Regions from separate parts of the Mus musculus genome. Here regions 2 and 3 are each linked to region 1. Evidence: chromatin contacts called from public Hi-C and promoter capture Hi-C data. All regions are on one chromosome and are shown on one strand. The core of a region is the stretch at or near the end of the contact, and the rest is flanking DNA. Distances in the headings are between cores, read along the strand shown. Region 1 holds the start of Cfap100 (cilia and flagella associated protein 100). Region 2 overlaps Aldh1l1 (aldehyde dehydrogenase 1 family, member L1). Region 3 overlaps Aldh1l1 (aldehyde dehydrogenase 1 family, member L1).

The links. Promoter capture Hi-C pulls out the DNA fragments that hold promoters and counts their contacts. A called contact is a pair of places that touch in the nucleus more often than the background predicts.
Region 2: a promoter capture Hi-C map of trophoblast stem cells shows a contact between it and region 1, with 2.2 times the contacts expected there. The contact joins the enhancer-like site here to the promoter of Cfap100 in region 1. A contact is called at or near these places in 16 of 39 promoter capture datasets (the 3T3-L1 cell line, 3T3-L1-derived adipocytes, the SN4741 cell line and 10 more), 2 of 15 datasets of contacts at CTCF or cohesin (embryonic stem cells and pro-B cells), 46 of 484 Hi-C or Micro-C datasets (the 63-12 cell line, the AtT-20 cell line, the Ba/F3 cell line and 30 more), 14 of 115 datasets of contacts at active chromatin or transcription factors (embryonic hindbrain, embryonic midbrain, embryonic stem cells and 6 more) and 4 of 9 other capture datasets (adipose tissue, embryonic tail, liver and 1 more).
Region 3: a contact with region 1 is called in a Hi-C map of embryonic fibroblasts, with 4 times the contacts expected there. The contact joins the enhancer-like site here to the promoter of Cfap100 in region 1. A contact is called at or near these places in 7 of 39 promoter capture datasets (the 3T3-L1 cell line, 3T3-L1-derived adipocytes, cranial neural crest and 4 more), 2 of 15 datasets of contacts at CTCF or cohesin (embryonic stem cells and pro-B cells), 52 of 484 Hi-C or Micro-C datasets (the 63-12 cell line, the AtT-20 cell line, the Ba/F3 cell line and 30 more), 8 of 115 datasets of contacts at active chromatin or transcription factors (embryonic stem cells, neural progenitor cells, neural stem cells and 2 more) and 5 of 9 other capture datasets (adipose tissue, embryonic stem cells, embryonic tail and 2 more).

What each region holds. Positions count from the first base shown.
Region 1 is chr6:90,427,032-90,431,571 of GRCm38.p6, reverse strand. Cfap100 (cilia and flagella associated protein 100) reads left to right here and starts at 3,092. Exons shown (of 17, transcript NM_173775.3): 1 at 3,092-3,193; 2 at 4,029-4,134. The coding sequence starts at 4,083.
Region 2 is chr6:90,564,417-90,569,376 of GRCm38.p6, reverse strand. It overlaps Aldh1l1 (aldehyde dehydrogenase 1 family, member L1), which reads right to left. Exons shown (of 23, transcript NM_027406.2): 7 at 4,894-4,960; 8 at 2,613-2,738. Among named protein-coding and RNA genes, the nearest start is that of Aldh1l1, 16 kb to the right of the region's middle. Within about 2 kb of position 3,301, at least 24 of the 459 cell types and tissues checked have an H3K27ac peak or open chromatin away from gene starts, as enhancers often do. A contact at or near this core is called in the AtT-20 cell line, granulosa cells, muscle stem cells and 6 more, where this site is marked.
Region 3 is chr6:90,586,180-90,590,718 of GRCm38.p6, reverse strand. It overlaps Aldh1l1 (aldehyde dehydrogenase 1 family, member L1), which reads right to left. Exons shown (of 23, transcript NM_027406.2): 17 at 1,289-1,382. Among named protein-coding and RNA genes, the nearest start is that of Gm15756, 11 kb to the left of the region's middle. Within about 2 kb of position 2,413, at least 26 of the 459 cell types and tissues checked have an H3K27ac peak or open chromatin away from gene starts, as enhancers often do. A contact at or near this core is called in adipose-derived mesenchymal stem cells, embryonic fibroblasts and myocytes, where this site is marked.

The DNA.
Region 1 (4,540 bases), core at 1,843-4,342:
GCCTTGCAGGTCAGTCTACACAACAGGCTTACATAGGAACCTCATCAGCAGATACAGCCCTCAGGCTATGGCATCATATATTGGCAGATAAACTTTACTTGAGGTCCTGTTAAATGCCATCTCTTTGTTAACTACACACCCTTTATTATAGTCCCATTTTAGAGATGAGAAAATTGAGCTAAAACTTATCCCACGTTGCAGAGCCCTGATGAATGGAGGCCTTACTCTCCTCCTCTGACCTTTGAGCTATCTTGCTTCCATGCAATGGGCAGTGGGCTCCTGACCATATCGATGATGCCCATTGGAGGTGTCTGCCCTCTTGGTAGATCTGTGATACCTTTCTCAGATGGAAGTGTCCTGTGTTCTCCTTCCTCAAGCTCAACCTCCCACCCTGGAAGCCAGAGACTTTGGGGGAAGGGAGAAGGTTCTGGCATTCAGATGACACAGCCAGAGAGGACCCTGAAGGTCAGTGGTGGCCCTGACAGTATATGCTGTGGATAGCTTTGGGCTGTCTCCAGATTCCCTCATCCTGTGCCTCATGTGCTGGCCCTGCAGGGGTGGTATATGTGTGTATGTGTTTGTGTGTATATATGTGAGTGTGTGTGTGTGTGCATGTGTTAGGATCTGAGAATCCCCACGGCGCAATTCCTCTTGTCTGCCTTCTGTTCCCAGACCCATACACCTTTCAAGGATAGAGAAAGAGAACAATTCCCCTTTAGGAATATTGATAGTTTTTCCCAAAACATTTTATTATGAAAACTTTTGAACTTTAGACATACTTGGTGCTGGAAAGAGATTTTTTTTTTTTTTTTTTTGAGACAGGGTTTCTCTGTATAGCCCTGGCTGTCCTGGAACTCACTTTGTTAGTCCAGGCTGGCCTCGAACTCAGAAATCTGCCAGCCTCTGCCTCCCGAGTGCTGGGATTAAAGGCGTGTGCCACCACGCCCGGCTTGGAAAGAGATTTGTAGGAGGACCCAGGCCACCACATAGAGGGCTTTTGCAGGGACAGCTACAGTGGCCTTACTACACACCATCTCCTTAATTTTTAAAATAAGCTTTCATCATCAAATGTTAGACTAAGATTAAAGATCTCAGCAGGCAAAGGCATTTGTCACCAAGCCTGCTAACCTGAGTTTGATCCCAGGAAGCCACAGGGTGGAAAGAGAATCCACTCCCCTAAGTTGTCCTCTGAGCTCTCCCACCCCGTAAGTAAAAATTTGTTTAAATTTCCATACCATGCCACATCTTCTAGATGATCTCTTCTCTAACCTTCCGAGGAACCAAGAGGCACAGCAGAAAGCTTATCGTCTTTACCGAGCACGCCTCCAGGCTTCCCCGATCTCTGGTACGAGACACATCGTTTTGAATAATGCATAAGATCCACAAGAGGTGGGAGTTGGAGCGTGTCTGGGTAACTGCCTTCACCGGTGTTGACGTAAAACCAGCTCTGCTTCACAGGAAGTAACTAGCCAAACACTGAGCGGCTATGGCCGAGGAACACAGACTTGGGTTACAAGGAAGGGTGTGGAGCTCTCTGCTGTGGGCCTCAGATGCCATCTGAGGACATTCTCGGCCTTTGTGTTGGTAGAAGTTAGAGGTGTGAACATTCCGAGAAGAGTTATGTAACAGTTACAAGAATGTTCTGTCAATCACAGTGGCTGTTTCGAGGGCTAGTATTACCTCAGATAATTTTGGCTCTAGATTTGCAGCATTCCAACTCTCCGCAGTCTTTGAGGTTTCACCGATCACTCTGGCTTGTACAATGTTGAACACAGTGTGCCTTTCTTCTAGGATCTTAGGCTCACATTGGTTCCTCATGCTGAGGGGTGGTGGTTCAGAACCGGACCTAGTCATCAGGATGGTAGTAAGTACTGAATGGATCTGCGCTGAGAACAATACCTGGCTTAAAGGACACCCTGTGAGGGTTCACCGGGGACTCAGGACAGGTGTGCTAACACCAGGAATGGTAGCACCCTCATTTGTTCTCTTTTGGTGGCTTATTTTTCTAAATTCGTAAAAGCCCTCGTGGTGTGAAAGATGAATGATTTCTGAAATATTTGCTTGACTGGTTGAATAAATAAGCACTCCAAACCTGGTGCAGGTTTTACTGTTGTTCTTCCTTCCTTCCTTCCTTCCTTCCTTCCTTCCTTCCTTCCTTCCTTCCTTCCTTCTTTCCTCCCTCCCTCCCTCCCTCCCTCCCTCCCTCCCTCCCTCCCTCTCTCTCTCTTTCTCTTCCTTCCTTCTCTCTTTCTCTCTTTTTCTTTCCTTCTTCCTTCTTCTTTCTTCTTCCTTTCTTTCTTCCTATTATTTTTGTTTTGTTTTGTAGTTTGTCTGGCTATTTTGACAGCCTACTGGGAAGCTGAGGCCAGAATATTGGGAATTCTAGACCACAGTGTAAGGGCCCTCCTCCAACACCAGGCAGGGAGCCACTTGCTTGCAAAGAGTATTTAACACTAGCTGCATAAAAAACAAACAAACAAACAAACAAACAAACAAACAAACAAAACCAACAAACCACATATGCAGGGCCCACCCTTTCTTCCTGGCTCCCCCATGCCCAGCGCTGGACTGCCCTGCGGGATACTGTCCCTTTGGTGATTCAAGGGTCCCTGACCCATTCCAGGATCCTTCTACACTCCTACCCCTGGCCTTCTTGCCTTGGTTCTATCTCTCCACCCACTGGGTGGCGCCAGCGACCCTGAGTAGCGCCAGGAGCTAAGGGAGACTGTCTTTGGCACATTCCTAGCCTGTAGACTGTTTTACCGTCGTCCTCCCCGGCCCCAAGACTCCTAAATATTCTCTGAAGAGCCAGGCTGTTGTCTGTGCCCTAGCTGCAACAAAATCCTTTACGGATGGGCAGGAGAATCTGGGGGTGAAAGAAGCTAGTGCGCTGGGCAAACGTACCCTGTCCCCGGGTTGCAGGGTTGCAACAACCCGGATCGCTCTGCTTCTAGTCGTTGTCCCTTCCCTGAGTCCGTGTCTTCTGCTCTTTAGCTGCCACAGTCCTGCACAGTACTCCGCGCCCGCCGGCCCGCCAGCCCGCCCAGTGTGCCCGGGCCCGCCTCCGGGGCTTTATGACATCACAGCTCCTGTGAGAATAGTTGCCTTGGCGTCGCAAACGCAGTTCAGGACCAGAAGACTGGAGAATTGCCGACCGAGGCTTCGGAGCAAGCTGAGTGCACGCGGCTGGTTGGTGCGCGCGGGGCTGGGCCAGGGGGCTTGGGGGTGGGCTCCAGCGGGGTGGCTGTGGGGCTCTGGTCCGAGATCAAATACTCTATTGGGTCCCTTGCAAGGCTTTGCGTCCTTCGGTGCTCTTTTCCACTTTATCTATGACAGGCCCCATTTAAGCACTGGTCCATTCCCTTGCTGCTGCATTCTTGCCCCAGGGTGTGGTGTGCCAAGAGAAGCTGGGGTGTTAGGAGGCAGGATTCTCTGGTAGTGTTTTGGCTGAGGTAGAGATGCTCAGACTGCAAGCAATCCTGGGCTCCACCCTCGGCCCTGCTTCGTTGAGATTTGGAACACTAGTTGAGCTTCTGCAAACAGGAAAACTCACTTCATTTTGAAGGGAACCTAGCATAGCATAGCGTCGGGAGCTCTAACAGGTGGAACAGAGGGCTTGCTTCCGTGCAGATTGCATTCTGGAAGACATATGCAATAAAAGTCTTGTAAGAGGTAACCACTTGACCTTGTAAAGAAGAAAACGAAGGGTCATTACATGCATTGGTGCAGGAAGGTCTCTCAGAGTGACATCTGAGCCCAGTTTTAAAGGGAGAAGTCCCGCCCCTCACCCTTCCAACCTCACCTAGGTGAGAGGCTCCCCAGAGGCTCCAGGCAGACCAAAGCTGGTGTGTTCCGAGAACAGGAAGATATGGGCCAGCCTTGCCCAGGAGGGGAATAGTAGATTCCATTAAACCTGGATACAGGGAATAGGCAGTGTTAGTCCACATAGTGGAAATGCAAGTCACTCAGTTCAAAGTGGGCTGTGGGTTTGGGGGAACCATCCTCTCAAGTACTGTGTCACTCTCCAGGCGAGAATCTGCTTCAGCTAAGGCCAAGCTTTGCACACCGGTTGGTCCTCAGCCATGGCGTTCAAGGCACGGTCCTCTAGGTTCTCCGTGAAAATGGTTGAAGACAGTAAGTACTGAGCTGGGTGGGGGCTCCTGGAGGGCAAAAGGAACCCTGGGACAGTTTGGTGTAAACTCACTCAAATACTGACGTAGTTCTAAAGCAACACTGTGCATGCTTTTCCTGTGGCTATCGTGATGCAGAACCCCACCTAGGGCTTCATGGCTTAGCTGGTAGAAGCCTGTTGCACAGCTTTGACTGCCATGAGAAAAAGGAGCACAGGGCTGGTGCCTTCTGAGGTTTGTGGAGAGTCTGACCCAGGTGCCTCTGCCTTCTGTTGGGCACTTGGCATCCTGACTGCCCTTGGCCTTAAGGGCGCCACCCACTTCTGCCTTTGCTCTTCCATAGAGTTCCTCCAGTGTGTGTCTGTGCCCCAGTGTCGTCCTTCTTATCACTGTGAACTTGGGTGTATGCT
Region 2 (4,960 bases), core at 2,052-4,551, 140 kb before region 1:
CACTGTCTCTAAGACCCAGAGAGGGGCACAGCTCTGGCCTCTGTGACACTAGGTTGCTGGTCTCCAGTACAGTGAAGGCAATGGAAAATGGCTGGGTATCAGAAAGGCTCACTCCTGGCTTTGGTGGGGCTGTCAGGGTTCCAGTGTTCCCAGCACAGGACTCACATGGCAGCATGGAATGATGGTGAAGGCCTCATGGACTTGTCTGCTCTGAGAAACTAGCTGGCTAGCACTCCTCTGACCTGCACCCTCTGAAGTACAGCAGAACAAGCTGCTGGCCTACTGGGCAAGTGAGGAGAGCACATCGGCCGGCACCCCCAGTGGTTATGGTAGGAAGGCTGTCCCTAACAGATGCCAGACTGAACTACCCAGTCGTAACATCCACTGGGACAACTTCCACCCTGCTGCACAGGACTCCACAGCAGCCATTGTAAGCAAGCATCTTTGGCTAAGAGCCTGCTGGTCCAGCTGGTCCAGTGACCCTGAACAGGCTCAGAAGCAGGGTTACAGCCACAGCGGCTGCTCCAAGAATATCCTGAAAATTTCTTTATTTGGAGGGAGGGGGTTAAATCTAGCAAATGTGGAGCTGTTCCCTCCCTCCTCTCCCTTCTTTCTTCCTTCCTCCTCTCTCTTCTTCCCTCCTTCCTCCCTTTCCTCCTCCTTTCTCTCCCAGACATTTAAAGTGCCCAGCTTTCCTAGGGAAGATGCTTGCTCTCTGCTATCCTGGACCACGTGGCACCTCATGACTGTCTCTTGTAGAGTCTTACTCTTCAGTGTTATAACACTGGTCCCAGCTGTGACCCACCTCCATTCAGCTTCAGATCATGGCAGAGGTGACCTTTTCAAACAGGGCTGTCCCTGCACTTTGGTGTCCCTGCACCTGTGCTGTCCCTGCACCTGTGCTGTCCCTGCACCTGTGCTGTCCCTGCACCTGTGCTATCCCTGCACCTGTGCAGTTCCCGCATCTGTGCTGTCCCTGCACCTGTGCTGTCCCTGCACCTGTGGTGTTCTTGCACCTGCAATGTCCTTACACACATAGTCCTCTGGGCTAAGGTTTATCCAGATCTTTTCTCTGTAGCCAGCTCTCAGCTTCCCTCCAACACTGACCCCATCTCTGAGGCCTCGTCTCACAGGCCCTGTTCTGTACAGAATGTCTTCCAAAGCTATCTTACTGTCTGCACCGATAGGAGCTCTACATGGACAGCAGCTTCACCCACCACTCCCACCCACTGTCTGGCAATCAGGAGGAGCTCAGCAAGTGTCCCCAAGTCCCTTAGCTTGTGAGGACTTACCACTCTCTTTTCACATGGTATGAGGGTGGTACTTGTTAAGTAAGGGACACACATGGATTCTTCATGTGCTGTAAAGTCCACGTGGAATTCTGCATTGGGAGTTTTCTCCAGACTACCTGTATGGTGGAGTCTGCTCCTGATGCCTAGGGTAGGGCAAGCTACAGCCCCAGGGCAGCCTCATGGGCACACCAACACCCTCTACTATGCATGCTGCTAAGACCTGTGCACTCAGTGAAGATTCAACTTACATGGCTGGCCTCTCAGATGGGTTTATCTGGATAGAGTCCTCTCAGGCAGAGGAGCAGTTGTCCTTGAGCCCCTGTCTGGATGGATGACTAAGCTGAAACCCTTCAGTGTCATCTGCTCAGCAAGGCTCAGTACCACAGGGAGACAGAGTGGGAGGGGCCAGGAACAGATCCTGGGAAGTGGCTGCTGACCCAGCTTCAGGCTATATCACCAGAGGAGGAAGCTACCTGTAGACCATTGTGGGGGAGAGCCAGTCCTGAGCAGGAGTGGAGTCGAGTCATGTTTGAGAGCGGTAGGAAGTTGGACTACTCCGTCCCCTGACTCAGGCCTGCATGTCCCAGGCACATGTAGTCCTGCACCCCCACCTTTGCTGACAGCAGAGGAAGTCTCATAGTTAAGCCAGGTTAAGGCCATGTCCAGTAGCACTGCACCCTCCATATGCAAACGAGGCATCCCCAGCACCCTGGCACCCTGGTAATGCTGTATACATACCCCATATAACTTACTCACCCATAAAGTTTAACAAGCCTTTATTCCCCACCTCCCCACCCCCCAATAAAAACGAGTTGCTCTCTAAAGTCTGTCTCCTAGAGAAGTCTGTTTCTGTTGCACTTACTTGCCACCTGAGGTTGTTCTCGCCTCCCTTCCCCTCTCTGGTGTGCTTACTGGGAGGGGGTGAAGTGGGAATGACAGACTGTGTAGGGAAGGAGCTAGAAGGGATCCTGTCTCTGAAGCTTTGCTGGTCACCGTCTGGATGTTACTGTGTGAGTTCCAGACACACACGCATCACAGGTGACAGGGTTAAGGCCCCACCTTTAACTATTCCAAAGCTAAATTTCATTTGTTAACTGTTTGGAGTGAGTCCCTAGAAAAGCCAGATTCAGTTGATCCAAATCCCAGGGGCCCAGGTACAAAGGAAGAAGGGACCAAAGACATCAGAAAGTGCCAACTCGGGACAGAGGCAATGCTGATTAAGGCCAGTGCATCCCCAACTCCAGGGAATGTGAACACATTAGACACATGTACAGGGTACAATCTGCCCAGCTGTGTGGCACCACTGAAGGTGTGTCTTACCCGCACGGCCTCTGCTGTGGCCAGCTCCTCCTCGGTCAGCTCCAGGGCACTGCTAGCAGACCCCTTGAAGAACTGGGAGGCTGGCATCATCTTGCCATCTTCCAGCTGGATATTCTTCACCAGCAACTGCAAAAGGGAGAACTTCAATAGGACCAGAACAGGATGGGCAGCTGAGCAGGGAATTCGCAATTTCCCTCCAACCCTCAGAGCCAAGATAGCCTCCAACCCTCAGAGCCACAGGAGATGACAGAACTGAGACACACTGTCCTAGGCATACGGAAGAAACCGTACAATGCATGTCTGTCCTTGATCCTAATTGTCCATCACCTGCCACTCTGGGCTTGCTGCTTGCTTTCTAGACTCTGTGTGTGCAGGGTGCATGAGTGTGTATATGTGTGCACTGCATATGTTCATGTGTGTGTGTGTGTGTGTGTGTGTGAGAGAGAGAGAGAGAGAGAGAGAGAGAGAGAGAGAGAGAGCTAGGGCCTCCCTCATGTCAAGCAGGCCCTTACCACTGAGTGCCACAAGCCAAGTGCTTTCTTTTGTTGAATAACGATGTTATTTCTACTAAAAGGACAGCGACAGCTTCTCATCAGAAAAAAAAAAAATGCTTGCAGCACTACAGTGAAAGTCAGCTGAGTCAACAATGCAGCGTTAGTCATGGGATCATTCCCAGAAGCCGGTGGCAACATCTGGAGGACAAACGGCTGCCTGAGATACAGGTGGAGAGAGGAAAGGATACAAGGAGAGTCCAGTCCTGGTCTGCACCCTCGAGGACAGCACTCCTGGCAGAGCCTGGCTCCAGCTCTGCGGAGCTTGTGTTAAGTGTGCAGTGCAGGCAGAGTCACCCTTCTCAGTGACGGCAAGCCAGCCTGCTGCCAGCTCATCCAAACTCATTTATCTTATCTTTCCTCTGTCCAACCTTCTAACATGTATTAGACAATTGTGTATGAACAAACAGAGTTCAAGTAACTCATCAAATACATTACAAAATCTGGCAATCTGAGGTAGATATAAGAATATTCCAGAGTCACAACCAGGGTCAAACACAGTGTCTAGAGCAACGCAGTTGCCTTTGAAGATATTCTAGAACTGTCAGCAAGCAGAAGGCCAGCTAGACCCAGCAGACAAGCCTGAGTCATGTTTCCCGAAGGCTTCTGTGCTCTGTTGTTTGGATGGTTGCAGGGGCAGAGACAGCCAGGGCCTTGGGGAACCTACCCCTCCTGAATGCTAACACCAGCCTCCAGCTGCTGCCAGGAGCTGGCCACCGACAGCCTACTGCACAGTCCCATCCTCACTGCACCTGATGCGAAAGCATCTGTGACCAGAGAGGCCAAGGGCTCCACACTATTCCAAGGACAAGAACAGCAGATGCTGACCCGTGAGCACATGTTCAGGGCAGAGGCAAAGTCAATGGATCCTCAGAGACACCTGGATCAGACAAACCCACTCCTTACCTCGTGGCTTTGCTCTGCCCTCATAGCCACATGGGATTTTTTTCCCCCTTAGGGTGCTCCTGAATAATCATCTGTGGGAGAATTTCCCTCTCAGATGCTATTTATAGGATCTCAATAACAGACAGATAACTTCAGTCTGCACACATGCGTTATACATACCTAAGTGCCCACCCACTGTTAAATGGCAGCTGATAGACAGCCTTGGCCTCTCATAATACAACGGCATGAGAATACAGGAGAGAACCTTGTCAGACTGCACAACTCTCCACCCTCCCCACCTTAGCCACACTCACACAGTCAAGGATGCAAAGTGTTGGAGACTTGCCTCTCACCACACCTGTGAGAAAATTCCCAGAGTGGAGTCTCAGGGCCACGGCAGTCTCAGGGCCAGGATTTAGGGTCCGAAGCCCAGCTCTGGCACTGACTAGCTTGAGAAACCTTGGGTAAACTTGGTAAGTCTTTTCATTTTGATTTGCTCCTCTGAAATATGCAAACAATATCTATAATTAACTCCTAGGGTTGTCTGGAGAATGAAGTGGGATGCCTGTTCGTGGTTTTTAAATAGCGGTTGGTGCCTAAGTACACTCCATTCAATTCAGCAGCTATTCCGATATGCAAAGTCCAGTAATAACTACCAGAGCTCAGCAGCCACCCCATTCAGAGAGAGGGAAACTGTGCTCCTGTGGCAGCTTCTCCCTTTACACTCGGTTCTTTCTGTCTCTTCAAGGGCAGCCTGGGGTCTTCCTGTAGGCTTTGAGCCCAAGGACAGCAGCGTGGGTAACTTTGAACCTATGATCCAGGCCGGTGACTCACAGTGTGCTTACCATTCTATCATCATTCCCAAAGAGGATGAGTCCCGCTTTGGTGACTAGGCCTGGACGATGGGCTCCT
Region 3 (4,539 bases), core at 1,164-3,663, 160 kb before region 1:
AGAGCTAATGTCAGATGGCCCAGATCACAGGGGCTTGCAGGCAGAGTACAAGGCAAGTCCAGGGTGTGTTAGATTCCAAAGAGCCACCAGACACCACCCCTGTGCCTACAATCCACTCCACCTCTTACCACTGGGCCAGCTCCTATTCCCCTAACACCTGGCCCAGGTGCAGCCTTTCATATTCACAGATGTCATTCTCCCCTCCACTCTGTCCCCTTCATAGGGTCCTTTTCTGACCCTCCTATATAAAACCCTCACCTCCCTGTGTATCTGTCAGATGCTGGGCTCCACATTCTGTTTATGAATGACTCCATCTGTGAGAAGACATGCCTCCCTACAGTAGCATGCACTAGTCTGGTTCTTATGACATCCCAGTGCCTAGCACGCAGCTGGTGCTCCAGGAATGTGGATTGAGTATGACCTAAAGAGAATGACCCCTCAGCTGGAGTAGCTGTGGTCAGAGAGCTGTGTTGGTCAGGGATGTCTCAGGGTTTTAGTGACCAAGCAGAAAGATGTTAGAAATTACAGACATGTGTCCATGGGCAAGAGTCATACTTCAGCCATGCCACTTAAAGTAAGTACCAAACATGGCTTGAGAGAACAGGTCTTCTTGTTCTAGACCACCAAGGGTATGGGCTCCCCTGCCCCAGCACTGCCCACAGGTGACTCAGAGCAGCCATGTATGTACCAAAGCCCGCAGGTGCTGAGGCTCCTTATGGACAATATGCACTAAAGCTGTATTCATCTTCTGGTACCCACAGCTCTCTGTTCATGATGCCTAACACTATGGGAGCATGGTATGAATACGTGTACTGGCTAGGTAAATGTAAGGTTGGACATGTTCAGCCCAGGCAAAATTGACTTTCCAAATATTTCTAATCTGCAGCTGTTTGAATCTGCCATGGATACAGAAAACCAACTGTAATAGATTCCATTTAATCTATTGTATCTATAACTTCACTGGGTCGGTTTGTAATCAATATAAAAGCTATGGATGAGTACATATTAGTGTGTGTTGAGTTTTTAAAATCAGTGTCTAGTTCATATTTATGACAATCTCAAGTCAGATCCGCTGACTTCTACACTGCTGGGGTTAGGAAGTAACATGGTACCAGAACCCTGCTGGCCTGTGTGGCCTCCACTGAGCCTCTCAAGGGCTTATAGAAAACTCTCAACCTGTATTAACATGCTGGGGTTGGCTATATCCACCAAAACCTAAGAAGCAGCACCCAGCTTGTGGGGTCACCATCTCTATACCCAGATACCATGGCTCATGTGATCCACCTACCTTTTCATGATGTGTTTTCCCACCTCCGTGGAGCCTGTGAACCCTATTTTCCTCACATCAGGGTGGTCTGAGAGTCTCTGGCCAACCAGCGAGCCTGTGGTTAGGATAGGTGAGAAAGTCAAGGAGACCTCTGGGGTCTGGGAAAGGCAGCCACCTGTCCCTCCCATGTCCACCAGAGGATGCTACACCATGCTTTTTACATGGTATGCCATGTTAGGACTCATGGGATTTGCCCTATTATGGGCTGAAATATGTTCCTCCAAATTAAAACCCTGAAGTACTAACCCCATTGCCTAAGAATGTGAGTGCACCAGGAGGCAGGGTCTCTAATGGAGTCATAGAATGGACTCTACCCTATGTGACTGGTGTCCTAATAAAAAAAGAGAATCAGGATACAGATCTATACAGGGAGATGGCTATGTGAGGGTACAGATACAATGTCATCTTCACAGCAGGGAGTGAGGCATCAGGGGATGCAACTCTGACAACTCTGCTCCTGGGCTTTTGGCCCCCAGGGCTGTCACCAAAGCTGTCTGATGAGGAAGCCCCAGGCTCAACACTTCATCATGGCGGTACCAGAAACCTCACTCTGCATCAAGTGTGGAAATCAAGGGTGAGTGGCCTAAACTCAGTGACTTTCAAATTTCAGGGTCAACACTGACTGTGGTCCACGGAGAACACCATGGATTCAAAAGTCCCGCCCTTGGGGTGCTGATAGTCTTGCCATGTCTATTTGTACTACTGAGCTTCAGCCTGCCCCATAGAACACCTCTCTCCTTCGTATCCCTCAGCCTAGTCTGTGGCCAAGTCCTTGGTGTTTCTCTGATCCCTGATTCAGTGAGCCCATAGGGAGGGTTGCTGCTTTTTCTCAGGATCAACAGAAACCCCTCTCCAACCCCCTCGCTCCCCAATTCTTTCTTGATTTGGTTTCTGCAATCATGGTTTGTTCTTTTCCCTGATCATTCCTTCCCTTCTCTGTCTTTTATGCAACCTTCAAACACCCGGGGCTAGCTAGCCCTAGGCTCACACTTCTCAGTTTACAGGGCTTCCTCAGCTGATCACGGCCAGATCTCCAAAGGCCACCCTTAGATACGTCATCTCCTAAATATGCATCTCCAGCCAAACTCTCTGGAATTAGAACCATCTCTCGTCCTCAGCTTACTCAGTCTTGTGTGCTTGGATGGTTTCGGGCCTCTCAAATCCAATGCCTTTGAAGTGGTGCTTTTAATCTTTCCCAGCCCTGGTCCCTGCATCCAATCCCAGGGTAAACTGGATACTCCATACAGCTAGCTTAGTTGAGGAGAACCTGGGAGCTGATGGCCTCAAAGTTAATTCCATTTTGACACTACTGTTAAATCACTGCTTTGTGGAGAAAGTTTTTGCAAAGATGTATGTGACAAGGGACTCATATCCAAAATATGCAAAAATATTTAAAAAAAAAACCACTACATTTAAGAAAACAAATGAGTTATCTAAAACCAGGAAAAGATCTGCAGAGAGGCTTCTCCAGCTATAAAGCAAGCAAGCCAGCATGAAAAACAATAACAGCACTCCTGGCAAGGTCTTTCTGTGTAGCCCAGGGTCTCAAACTCGAAGTCAACTGTAGTGACAGTTTTGGAGTTTTGGCTTCTTTGAAAAACACAGAAATATCATGGAAATATGTTTTTGTTTTAATCCCAGGTGTGGGATAAGGTCTGCATCAGATGCCCACAGCAGCTGACTATGATTTGCCTCGTTCTCTAGCAGGAGTGTGATTTTGCCAGCTGCATCAGATGCCCACAGCAGCTGACTATGATTTGCCTCGTTCTCTAGCAGGAGTGTGATTTTGCCAGCTGCAGATAGTTTCTGCGATTGTGTGACATTTAGAATTCTGAGGACTTTTGAGAGGGTATGTAAATGCTAGGGCCTCAAGAGGCAGGGTTGTTGGTTTTTTGCTGTTGTTGGTCACGGTTTGTTTAGTCGTCATGCTCACAAAGGAAGCAAGAAAAGGAAGAAATTAGGTATCCTGACAGCAAAGAGCAAACTCGTTCCAAGGAACCTGACACCCCTCATCAGCAGGAAGTGGTGTAAGGATACTGCTGTCCCCTTTCCTTTCTATCCATTTTTCACTCCTATCTAGTGTTAGGGGTGGAAAGGGTGGAAAAGGGTAGAAAAGGGTGGAAGAAAGAAGAACCCACAAAGTAGACACAATCCAGCTACAGTAAGCCTCCTGGCTCAGCCTACCAAGTACTGAGACTACAGTTTGTGCCACCCTTCACCCACTTCAGCAGCATGTGCCATCAGGGAAATTCCCTCAGGTCTGTGACTTTGCCACCACCACCCTGTCACAGATACATGCTGTGTACTTTGATGGTAACATAGGCAATGAGAAACTTCGTGAACAACAGTCTTTAAAAACACACTTGGCAAGTTCTGAAGTTGCTCTGTGTGTATAGGTTCAAAGAGAAGTGGAGATTGCAATTGTCTCATACTTAAGAATAAGACAAACACAACACAATAGAGCCAGTGAAATAGCTCAATGGATAAAGTGCCTGCTGGCAAGCCTCAACACCTGAGGGAAACTCCTGGAACTCATGTGGTACAAGGAGAGAAACGACTCCCTCATACTCCTCTCTGACACACAGCATTTTACTAGCAGGGCTGTCCACTTGGCAAATATGGCTTCGGGGTTGGGAATCTCTTCTTCACCAGGCCCTTTGTAAAGGAGCACTCCAGAATATCATCTACCTGCTCTGCTTCCTCACAGGAGAGACTTTTACCAGCAGGAAAGCTGTCCATAAGAACAGAGACCATCAACACTCTAGAAAGGAACCAGCAAGAAACACAGCCTTAAGGGCACTCAAGAACAGAGGTTTGAGGGTGAGCAACTTAGAAGGAGCAGAGGCTCCAGGAGACAATAAGATAACCTGAGGGTCATAAGATACCCAAGAGCAGGATGAGGGAGAAGCCCTTCAAACTTCAAATGCTAGTATTAACAATTATCCCTTCACAGGCTGGAGACATGACTCGGCAGTGGAGAGCACTGGTTGCTTTCTCCAAGGACCTGGTTTTGATTCCCAGCATCCACCTGGGTGTCTCACAATGGCCTGTGCCTTCAGCTTCAGGGGAATATAAAGCTGCTAACCTCCTTGGGCACTTTCACTTATGTGCATACACCCTTCCACACATAATATAAAATAATAAACTAAATCTTTAAAAAAATCATTCAAAGGGCTTGAAGTTGTAGAATGTCATGGAGTACTGTCAAGAAA